Linked DNA regions of Mus musculus: regions 2 and 3 are each linked to region 1. The links are chromatin contacts, called in public HiChIP or PLAC-seq and promoter capture Hi-C maps. All regions are on one chromosome and are shown on one strand. The core of a region is the stretch at or near the end of the contact, and the rest is flanking DNA. Distances in the headings are between cores, read along the strand shown. Region 1 holds the start of Mtmr14 (myotubularin related protein 14). Region 2 holds the start of Lmcd1 (LIM and cysteine-rich domains 1). Region 3 holds the start of Oxtr (oxytocin receptor).

Evidence for each region. Promoter capture Hi-C pulls out the DNA fragments that hold promoters and counts their contacts. HiChIP or PLAC-seq counts read pairs in DNA pulled down with a chosen protein or histone mark.
Region 2: a FOXA1 HiChIP or PLAC-seq map of pancreatic cancer cells shows a contact between it and region 1. The contact joins the promoter of Lmcd1 here to the promoter of Mtmr14 in region 1. A contact is called at or near these places in 1 of 39 promoter capture datasets (liver) and 1 of 115 datasets of contacts at active chromatin or transcription factors (pancreatic cancer cells).
Region 3: a contact with region 1 is called in a promoter capture Hi-C map of 3T3-L1-derived adipocytes, with 2.3 times the contacts expected there. The contact joins the promoter of Oxtr here to the promoter of Mtmr14 in region 1. A contact is called at or near these places in 2 of 39 promoter capture datasets (3T3-L1-derived adipocytes and liver).

The regions. Positions count from the first base shown.
Region 1 is chr6:113,236,206-113,240,065 of GRCm38.p6, reverse strand. It overlaps Mtmr14 (myotubularin related protein 14), which reads right to left and starts at 2,223. Exons shown (of 19, transcript NM_026849.2): 1 at 1,945-2,223. The coding sequence starts at 2,100.
Region 2 is chr6:112,271,603-112,275,462 of GRCm38.p6, reverse strand. It overlaps Lmcd1 (LIM and cysteine-rich domains 1), which reads right to left and starts at 1,705. Exons shown (of 6, transcript NM_144799.2): 1 at 1,491-1,705. The coding sequence starts at 1,532.
Region 3 is chr6:112,488,032-112,491,891 of GRCm38.p6, reverse strand. Oxtr (oxytocin receptor) reads left to right here and starts at 2,067. Exons shown (of 2, transcript NM_001081147.2): 1 at 2,067-3,013. The coding sequence starts at 2,095.

The DNA.
Region 1 (3,860 bases), core at 974-3,473:
ACAGAAGACTGTGGAGTCACAGGGAGGCTGGGCACATAGTGAGACCTTGTCCCAAAAAACAAAGCAACAGTAACTGTTGCTTTAGGTTACTATTATAGCATTAACACATTATGTTCTTTTAACACCAAAAAATCTTTTTTTCTGTTCTACAGCCCCAGAAACTCCAGTTGAAGCTCCAGTCAGCTGGGCACGATGGTGCACATCTACAATCTTATTACATGGGATGTTGAGGCAGGAGGATGCCGAGTTCAGTGTGTGCGTGCATGTGTGTGTGTATATTTATATATGAATTACTATATATCTCAAGACCATGTCTCAACAACACCTACAAAAATAAAGAAGCTCTAGTCAGCAAAATCAGTAAAAGCTGCAGACAGTTGTCTCTTTACATACCATCTGCTTATAAAACTAAAGGCAAGGCTCCCTTCTAAAATTAATCCTTTTGTTCACAGTTCAGTGAAAAGCCCACTGGAAGAAAAGCTTACCGCCTGTAACACATCAAGAACTTTGCAAGAGATCATGAAGCCTGGAGCAGTATTAAGACCAGTTGTGGTGAGAGTAAGGTTTAACTTGTAAAACTCTAATCTTCACAGACATTCAGAGGGCAGTGAGATCCATCAAAATCACACACCTCCTATAACCACTCAAAAGATTGCCCTCGAAGTCAGCTGTGGTGGCTCACACGTGTATGTAGTCCTTGGGAGGCTAAGGCAGGAGGATTATTAGTTACAAGCCATCCTGGGATAATGACTGTGAAACCAAGCCAGGGCCACAGACAAAAAACCACGCCTCAACACACACCAAGGCTGGTGATGTAGCTCAGCTGGTAGAATGCCGGTCTGGCATGCATAAAAACCTGTGTTCAATCTCCAGCACCACAGAAACCAAGCATGAGGGTAAACACCTGTAACCCCATCACCTAGGAAGTGGAGACAGAAGGACAGGAGTGCATGACTGGCCTTGGTTGGGATAACGCATTTAAGGCTTTTCTGAACATACAGTACAAATTCTAGGGTCTGCCTCCCCAGACATTGTGCTTTAAGAGAATCTAAGACCAGAAATCTTTGTGTTTAACAAGAGCTCCAAATGATGCCAATTATAATCTGAAAGGTACTTAATTGTCTGGTCCGATAATACCACATTAGTGATCTTTCTTAGGTTGTTACTTCAGAGATTAATAGAAGATGTCTCAGCCCCTAGGTAACCTCTGGGGCCAAACCAGTTTTATGGCCCAGCACAGAGACCAACGCCAATGTGTAATGCCACACTGGGAAAGAGAAAGGGCCGGGTCTATCAGTGCTGAGGTCAGTATGCCTCGACCAGATCAGCAGCTCTCTTTTCAGGCCTGGTGACTAGGGCAGAGGGAAATTCCCGGGGTGGGGGGACAACGGACAGAGACTTCTGATAAAAGGAACAGAAAGGGAATGTGGGTTCTCTTCTTGCTCTACAGGAAAGGAAAGGGAAGGGCCTAAGTCATGCTGGTACCTTATAAGGAGGTGACACACTCCGCTGTTCTCTGGGCTCCATAATGTCACACTACTCCAGACTTCTACTCTGATCTCTGGTCCAGAGGAGTCTCTTCCCCATTTTTACTTAGATTTTAGGGGTTTTGTTTTTTGTTTTGAATCTGTTGGTAACCCCTCCTAGGCTCACGAAGGGTAGCGTTCCTATTGTCTAACCTTTGCACCTGGCCCACAACTCCGACCCTTGACCTCCAAACCCCTGTTAAAGCAACCCCCCACCCCAAAACCCACAAGGAGCTTCGGTCCTCCTCTTTGGTGTAAAGCCGGATCCTTACTCTCTGAGTCCATATCCTGGATAAGTTCCTCTCCCGTGCCTCCCCAAGGAGGTCTCATTCCAGCTCTCCTCCCATCCCGAACCACAGTCTTCCCTCGGTAACTCAGGCCAGGGACCAGTTCAGGTCGTTGCACCTTTGGGGCTCACCTTAGAGCCGCTCTTCCCGCCGCTGTCCTTGGCACGGTACTGAGTCCGGGAGAACTCCTCCAGCAGCTCCCAGAGCCCGGGCTCCTGAGGCGGCGGGCTGCCCGACGAGGCGGTGGAACCCGCCGAGGCGGCGGCGGCGGCCCGAGCACCCGCCATGCACAGCCTCGAGTCCCCTCAGGGCGCCTTCCCCCAGCCCATGGCACCTGAAGCTCGGACTCCGGCTCTAAAACCTCCTGAACCGACTCAGCCGCCGCCTTCTTCTTCCACTTCCGGCCCCGCCCCACCTCTCCGGATGTTTACTCCCGCCGCAGCCAATCAGAGCCCGGGGTTCGTGCCCGGCCCACAGGTCCCCGGCCCACCCCTGACGCGGAGGGATCCAAGTGGCCTCACGGCGGGGGCCGCGCTCCGCCCAAGGGGTTTCCCCGGGGGAAGCCGGGCTAAACCACCGCGGCTGCGGGGAGGGGAAAGGCGGGAACCATTGGCAACAAGAGAGGAAGGAACCGCCGGAGGCCTGAGTTAGTGCTGGCAGCAAGAAGACGAGAGCTGCAAGAATCAAAACAGCATTTCAAACAGCACTTCTCCACTGCTCTTATGGACGTCCCTGCCAATATAGCGTGGACCATCATCCTATTTATTTAAAAAGATTTTCTAGCTGGTGTCAGTAGGCAAACGCCAGAGGATGAAGCGTGAGAATCAGGCATTTGAGACTAGCCCAGACCACACCTTAATTTTTTAAAAATGTTTAAAAAAGTGTAGATAATAATGTTCCTTCATTTTCCTATCAGCTGCTTTCATCATAAATCAACACGTGCCAATCTCCTGCTCAGTTCTTCCCTGTCTAGGGAGTTGTTTGTGTATTGGGCTGGTGTTTGTTGTTTGATGTAGGTAATTATTTGTGGTATAGCCAAGGCTGGCCTTGAACTCCTGACTCACCTGCCTCCACTTTCTGGGTGCTGAGAATCTCAAATATCAGTCCCAAATTCCTAGAATTGTTAGTCTCAGAAGATGTGTGTACTATCTACCCCCAAGTATTGATGTTTAGAGAGAAGGTGTTAAGGCCTCCTTCAGTATTGTATATCTGAGGGAGAATTGCTCATTTGGCCATCAGTCAGACAGTTGATTAAGCTATAACTTATGTCGAAAGAAAACTCTCAAAATGAAATTGATGCTGTGAAAACATAGTAAGTTAACATAGTGCCTAAAAGTACTCATTTTCTTAGATTTGTAAAGAAATCTAAGGAAAACACAAACCACAACCCCTGCTGACTGTCAGTCACTCTTCATGCTCAACTAGGTCCTGTCCTGAATTCTAATACTGGAAATTAGTTTTCCCTTTTGGCGATGGTCAAATAGAATCAAAATATGCATTTTTTAAAAAAATTATTATTTAGTCTCGTCTTCTAAACTGTGATGATTATTCTTGCTTCCCAACTTGGGGAAAGGACTCTTCAGTTGAGTAATTGCCTCCACCTGGTTGGCCTCTGAGCATGTCTGTGGGGCCTTTTCTTGATTGCTAATTGATGCAGAGGGAGGTATCCACTTTGGAGAGGTGGTCCTGGGTTGTAGAATAAAGCAGGCTGAGAGAGTTACAGGGATCAAGCTGGTAATCAGTGTTTATTTCTCCATGGCCTCTGCTTCACTTTCTGCCTCCAGGTTCTTGCTTGAGTTCCTGTCCTGCCTGATGGTCCTCAATGATGATGTCACTGATGTGACAGTGTGAGCTCAATAAACCTCTTCTTGGCTTGCTTTTGTTTTTATCATAGCAACAAAAGTAGAACAAACATAATGTCTCTAAGATTTTTCTAGTCAATCGCAATGGCTTACACCTGTGAGTGAAGCCTTCCGAAAGCTGAGGCAAAAAGACAAAGGAGCCATCAAGACCAGCTGTGGTACTACAGTGTGCGACTCTCAAAAAA
Region 2 (3,860 bases), core at 456-2,955, 960 kb after region 1:
TAAAACCTTCGCAAGCCAAGGAAGTTGGCAACAGACGGTGACATGAAGAGGAACATGTTCCATCTCTAATCCAGAGAATCACACCCTCCTATGCAAGGGACAATAAAAGCAAAGCTTTCTCTAAGTGTGGCCTGGGCTCTTGATGAAGGGGAGGGATCTTTATAGACTTCATCTCACATTCTAGGATGTCAACCGGCTTATAGCAACACACTTGCAAATCATTGACCTCAAACACATGGGGAAAGAGAGCAGGAAAAGTGAAGTCCATATATAATTAGAGACTAGCAGGTATCCCCCACACTCAGGTCTCAGTGCTCTGTGAATTCTGGATGAGAGATGACACTTGATTCTGCAAATAGTCTGGTGAATGCATCAGGGAGATGCCCAGACTAAGTCTGATTGGATGCCATGTGCAGAAGGAATCACTAGGCTCAGGAGTGGGAGGGCAGGAGGTCTGGGGCTTCCCCTCTCCCACCTCCATTCTCCCTGAGCTCTACGGTCTCTTTTTCTCTCCTTTGCTTTTCTACCTCCCACCAAATGTCAGCAAAGGAGAACTTTGCCCTGCAAGATTGAATACTCTGAGAGAATAGCTTAATAATTACTGCTTGGGCATGTTAGCCTACATTATCAAGATTGCTGTTAAAAGTACTGGCTGTCTCTCCTCCTTACATTCTAGATAGGGAAAGAGCGGCTAAGGATTTGAGTTTATCGCTGTTGTACAGCTAAAATGTGCCAGACCAAGGGCCAGGGTTTGAACATCTCTGTCCCCTGCAAGCCACCTCTCTTTCACCCATGCCTCTTATTTCCCCATCTGGGAAGCCATTGCTGCTTTCCTGTCCCCTACGTCTTCTCATAGCCCAGTCTTCTGCTTTCAGTGTACCTCAGGTAAGCAGGCAGCCAGTTTAGAGCTGTAGGCACAGCTGCTGGCCCCGCCTGCAGCAATTTACCCGTGACCTTCTGGGCTCTGGGCCAGCCCTTCTTGAAAGGGAAACGTGCAGACTCTGGGGACAGAAATTAGTTCCCCTGAGCTAGAATGGCTGCTATTGCCAACTGCACCAAAAGAAACTATTCTGTGTGCTGGGGAAACCACACAACTCTGGGAGGCTAGCGAAGGGGGAGGGGCTGCATCACAGTCCCCCAACCTTCACTAAAGGCACATCAGGGGGTTGGAGGGTACAGGCAAGGGAAAGCCAAGACGTTTCCCATGACCACAAATAAGCGTCTATTCCCTCCCTCTAAATTTTAACTTTAGTTCACCTTTAATCAGCATCAATAAAGAACTACGGCACAGTGCAAATACTTTCTTAACAATGGCTTTAAGGGCAATTTGGAGAGGGGTCAACCTGTCACCTCAAATAAGTATTGTCACCTATTCTGTTTTCTGTGCTTTCTGTGGATTTGATGCAACCATTAAAGTGTCCCTAGGTACTCAGTGCGTCTGAGAGCAGTGGGATCTGAAGGATACAGGAATACAGAGGGGTCTCGCTCACCTTTTGCACTCCAGGGTTGAGGTCCTTAGCCACTTTTGCCATCCTGGCGGTGCAGAAACAGCACCTGGCTTCTCAGGCAGGGGCCAGAGGGAGCGCGCAGCCTGGACAGCGCTGCTGAATGGCCAAGTTCAGGTTCCTTTGCCTGTGTGCAGCCGGCGGCTCTGTGCTCAGAGCCGCGCCGCTGCCCGCTTTAATTGGAGAGCGGGACTCCCTCTAAAAAGTGACCAGCCAATGCGCGTGGACACCCACTCCAGGCCAGCCAATCAGAGCAAAAAGCTGCATCCCTCCCTTAGGGTGGCCTCTGCAGGGAGGCTGAGAACTTGGCTAAACTCTACCCTGACGTCAGCTTAGCCGGCTGCCCTGCCACCTCGGGCTCACAGCTGTCCCCTAGGCGGCAGGAATCCCTCCCCACGCCCTTCTCCTTTAAAGGGCAAGGAGCAGAGGGAGGGGCAGAGGAGACCCAGGCAGATCCATTCAGGTCAAAAGAGAGAGCAAATAGGAGAGCCAAGGTATTTTTAGAGAGCTGGGTCCAAAAATAAATGCTGAGCAGTGCTCTCTGCCCACCTCTTCCCCCTTGTCCCAGGGGGGTGCGCGGGGGCAGGTGGTCTCCAGAAGCCTCAACTGACCCTAACCTGGCTAAGGTCTCTAGTAACCAGAGAGAAAAGACTCTAGTACATTATCATTTGTTAAAAACAATAGCCACAAAAATTTTTTTAAAAATTTAAAATATCTTTTTTAAAAATAACTTTTAAACTTCTCAGAGGAAGAAAACAATATTCTTTCTCTCTCTCTCTCTCTCTCTCTCTCTCTCTCTCTCTGTGTGTGTGTGTGTGTGTGTGTGTGTGAGAGAGAGAGAGAGAGAGAGAGAGAGAGAGAGAGAGAGAGAGAGTGCATGTGTGTGGAGGTCAGAGAATAACTTGTGGACATCAATTCTCTCCTTCCACCAAGTGGGCTCCCAGCATCAAACTCTGGTCATCAGGCTTGGCAGCAGCAAATATCCATACCCAGGGAGCCGTTCCCATATTATAGCTTCAAAATTATTTTTATGGTTCCAACTGAGAAAACGAGGAGAGATAGTCAGGTGATCAAAGGTGTGCTCTTCGATAGGACTTGTTTAGTCTAAAACGGTGAGATCGGAACTGGCCCCAGGGGTTGGAGCACGAGACTGTAAAGGATAGACTGTGAAAATTAGTAATTAAGTCTTGCAAGTCTGGATGAGCAAAATCTATCTGTTTCTCACCCTTGGAATGAAGTATCCATGAAACATCTAACAATGGTTTCTGTAAGTTGGCCAGGCTGTTTGCTCCGGAGCTCACGTTGCTCTCGGAGACTGCTTTCCCGACTTCGACTCCCCTGCCACAAGAGAATACAGAACAGGTACCTTTTTATCCAGAACAATCCTGCTTCACCTGTCATGAGGTGAGGAGGCCTTTCTACAACCCACATGGGCAAAATCTCCTGCCAGAAACTGGGATTCCAGTGGGTGAAAGTGAAAGATTGCCTGCAGGAGATCCAATATAGATCTTAAAGTATATCCTTCAGTCTTCTAATCAGAGACTTCCTATTGCTGAGTATTTAACCTGTCGTGCTCTTCCGGAGTCGCAAATCATCGCCAGTCCCTTCTGCCCCAAACCATGATTCCCTTTCCAGACTCCTGGAGAAGGTTTTCCATTGGTGACCTTCCTATATTTCTTTCTCATAGGTGTCTGCTACAATTAGTTTGGCTAACTTTGACTTTTGTTTTTGTACCTTTGACTACAACCATCAAGCATATAAGGGAAGCTCAGAGCACATTAGTTGGATAGATGAATGGTTGGATGGATGGACGAATAAAGACCTGGAGATCTAGTTCTGAGTGTGTGTGTGTGTGTGTGTGTGTGTGTGTGTGTATGAAGAGGCCAGAGGACATCATTGGCCATCGTAAGTCCCAGCCACCATTGATAAGGTCTCTCACTGACCTGGACCCTGTCTGGTAGATTAGGCTAGCTGGCTAGTGAGCTCCAAGAGATCCACCTGTCTTTGTCTCCCCAGTGCTGGGATTATGAGCATGCCATAATCTCATGCCTCACCAGGTTTGGTTTACATAGGTTTGGGGGACTGAGTCTAGGTCTTCATGTTTGCTAGGTTAGCATTTTACCAAGTGATCTCCCTTACTGGGATTCTGACTTTTTTTTTTTTTTTTTTTTTTTTTTTTTTTTTTGGTTTTTCGAGACAGGGTTCCTCTGTATAGGCCTGGCTGTCCTGGAACTCACTTTGTAGACCAGGCTGGCCTCAAACTCAAAAATCCGCCTGCCTCTGCCTCCTGATTGCTGGGATTAAAGGTGTGCACCACCACACCCGGCGGATTCTGACTTTTTATTAACACCAATC
Region 3 (3,860 bases), core at 818-3,317, 750 kb after region 1:
AACATGCATCTAATCACGTTAGAGAGCCCTGTTCATTCCCCAGCCTTGGCCCTTTCTGTTCCTTTTGGTCCTCGGTCATTGTAAATCAGTTCAAAAAGTGATTTCAAAATAGGAAAGGACCACGCGGTGGAGAGGCAGCCCTTCACATTTAATCTTGCTCTGGCGCCAGCTAGGATTTTAATTTTGAAGCATGGTAAGAAGGCAGAGGTGGCCTTTGGCCCACTGAGAAGCAGAATAACCTTATACGCAGACAGACGGACTGGGGGTGGGGCGGGGATACAGGGTGTGTGTGTGTGTGTGTGTTTGTGTGTGTGTGTGTGTGTGTGTGTGAGAGAGAGAGAGAGAGAGAGAGAGAGAGAGAGGGAGAGAGAGACAGAGAGACAGAGAGAGTCAGAGAGACAGAGAGAGAGAGATTTCCATCATAAAGAGCCTAAAATAAAGATTTCTCTCAAGGCTGGTGGGAGGGGCAGACATCTCCCATTTCTTCTTAAAGCGAATGTGAGCAAAGCGAGTCCAAAGACAGAACTTAAGCTGAGCTCTCTTTAAAAAGATGTAAAGGAAAAAAAAAAACCGAAAAGGCGAAGAAATGCGTCTTTATTACAATTTACTCAGGGAAAAACAAATGTCACTTTCCAAGGTTCCTATATCTCTGAGAACGTCAAGAGCTAAACCGAGAGAGGAAGGAGCTAGGTGGGTTGTTTGGGAATTTTAAGCTACTATGAAATAAATCTGAGCGACTACCGGGTTAGCTGACCCGGATCACTGGGATCGCCGCGGCCGGTTTGCTCTGCCCCCTAGCGGACATATGTGGTGCCGCAGCTCAGGGTTCCCGTTGTGGAAAAGCTTCAGACAGCGCCGCGCGCTGACTCGGTCAGCTCACAGCCTGGCTGGCGCTCTCCCCTTGCCTTCCTAAGGCATCCAGCCACCAGCAAAGCCGCAGGCTAGGTAGGAGTTTGCAAAGACGCCGAGATCTCTACCCCTGGTGGCACGGAGGGTGGCGCCAGCAGCTTTCCCAATCTGGGCGGAGAATCCATGCATCTCTGAGGCCATCCACTGTGGTGCAACTTCCCCGGTGGCAAGGCAACTTTGGGCTAACCTGCAGTCTCGCTTCAAGTGGCTGGGTCCTGCGCACTGTGGCGACAGGATGCCTAGGACCTACCTGTAGGACCCTCAGGTTCGGAGGGAAGGATCTGGCGCGTTTCACGTCTCTGGTTCCGGGAGGTGCTCAGGGTGTACCGAGAGAGACTGAAAAGTGACAGCTTGGACGAAGGTGCAAAGCCCCTGACTGTCGGGGCTCCTGGGCTGGGGATTCTGTGAAAGGCGTCCTCTGGGGTCTTTGGCATAGCAGCCTTGCGTTGCGCGGGGGTGGGGGTGGGGGTGGGGGTGGGTGGGAGGTAAGGAGGGGGCACTATGCTCGCAGGCGGGAGTCCCTCCGGAAGCAAGCGGCGTTGGGAAGTTGTGGGAGCTGGGGCTGAGTCTTGGAAGCAGGAGGTGAAGAAGGATGGGCTTTTGGGGGGACCCCAGGAAGATGTACCCGTAGTAAAGCTTTTTACTACGGGGGCTGGCTTCGGGGATCCCTTAGGGCGTGGCTGTGCTGTGTCCTGACAGGAGAGGTGTAGGTTTGGGGGTTCTCTGTGGGGAGAGGCTGCTGGGGGTGTGTGTCCTTGTTCTTGGGCAGAGTGGTTAATCGCAAGCTTCCTCTCTGCAGGCAGAGCGGCTGACTCTTTCCTGGGACCTAAGCGCAGGGGCATCTGCAGAAGCTCAAAGGAGGTACCTCAAACTAGGATTCCTACGGTCACCACCGAGAAGTCACCACCACTGCGCAGCTCCAAGGCTGGGCTGGTGCACTGAGACTCAGGTAACTTCAAATTCCCAGGGAGGGGACACACACGCCCCACTCGCGGGTCCTAAGTGAAGCGCAACGGTCTTGTCACGGTTCTCCTGGTTTGTTTCAGGGAGAGGACAGGCAGGTCAGTGCCAGAGTGCTCCCATAGACACCTGGACTGAGCGCCGGGCCCCGCCCCACGTGCCACACTTTAAAGAGCCTCAAGGCCGGGTGCTCCCTCAGGGTCGCGGTCGCGGTCGCGGTTGGTCATGGAGGGCACGCCCGCAGCCAACTGGAGTATCGAGTTGGACCTCGGGAGTGGAGTGCCACCAGGGGCGGAGGGTAACCTCACGGCCGGGCCGCCACGACGCAACGAGGCCCTGGCGCGCGTGGAGGTGGCGGTCCTGTGTCTCATACTGTTCCTGGCTCTGAGTGGCAACGCGTGCGTGCTGCTGGCGCTGCGTACGACGCGCCACAAGCACTCGCGCCTCTTCTTTTTCATGAAGCACCTGAGCATCGCCGACCTGGTGGTGGCCGTGTTCCAGGTTCTCCCGCAGCTGCTGTGGGACATCACCTTCCGCTTCTACGGGCCCGACCTGCTGTGTCGTCTGGTCAAATACTTGCAGGTGGTGGGCATGTTCGCCTCCACCTACCTGCTGTTGCTGATGTCGCTCGACCGCTGCCTGGCCATCTGCCAGCCGCTGCGCTCACTGCGCCGCCGAACCGACCGCCTGGCGGTGCTGGCGACGTGGCTCGGCTGCCTGGTGGCCAGCGTGCCGCAGGTGCACATTTTCTCGCTGCGCGAAGTGGCGGACGGCGTCTTCGATTGCTGGGCGGTCTTCATCCAGCCCTGGGGACCCAAGGCCTACGTCACGTGGATCACGCTCGCCGTCTACATTGTACCGGTCATCGTGCTGGCCGCCTGCTATGGTCTCATCAGCTTCAAGATCTGGCAGAATCTGCGACTCAAGACGGCAGCCGCGGCGGCAGCTGCCGAGGGGAGTGACGCAGCCGGTGGAGCTGGCCGTGCGGCGTTGGCACGGGTCAGTAGTGTCAAGCTTATCTCCAAGGCCAAAATCCGCACAGTGAAGATGACCTTCATCATTGTTCTGGCCTTCATCGTGTGCTGGACGCCTTTCTTCTTCGTGCAGATGTGGAGCGTCTGGGACGTCAATGCGCCCAAAGAAGGTAGTGAGGGTGGAGAGGAAGAGGGTGGCAGGGCCAGGCCCTACTTCCACTATCTCTGGACTCCCAGGGTTCTAGGGTCTTTCTGGTTCCACATCATCATCAGTCTCTGGTGGCACTCCACTCCCGAGGTCCATCAGTCTCTGGACTTTGAGGAGGTCACTTCTCTGTGTCTCCAGGACTACAGCATAGAAATACCCACGAGAGTGCAAACTCTTGCCAGAAGGCAGGCAAGAACTCCAGTGCAGGCCTGGGGCAACTTTCAGTGTGAAAATTCTTATTGAGGAGGGGGAAACTGAGGCAGGCGACTGTCTTTCCTACAGAGAGACAGAATGGAAGTGGGTTTTCATCCTGACCACAGGCTCAGGCTTTCTCTACTTTGAGTTTAATTTATGAGTTTAAGTCAGCCTGAGCACAGAAAGTCCGGATTGGATAGGGTCAACCTAAGAAAAGAACAGTTGGTCCCGTGAAAGCTGACTGGGTGTCCAGTGAAAGCTGAATAGGTCTTCTAAGGGACCGCTGGAGAGGTCAAGACAATTCCAGAGTGTCTCGTGTGGCAGAAGTAAAGGAGAGGTGAGTAGGTTAGAGGACAGAGATAGGTCTGGGGTGACAAGGGAGGGAGCCAAGGGGACAGTGGTCAGCTTTGATCGGGAGGCTGTGTGATTGTGATGCAGGAAGAAAGAGCCATCCTCCCTGGAGGACCAGCGAGGTTGTAGGATAGGATGGTGGCCTGCATGCATTAGAAGCCAGTGGGGGCTGAGGAAGGAGGAGGAGGCTGGGGAACCAGAGAGCTGGGGAAAAGGGTAGGAGGACCTGGTCTCCCTCACAGACCAGCCAGAAAGGACTTGTC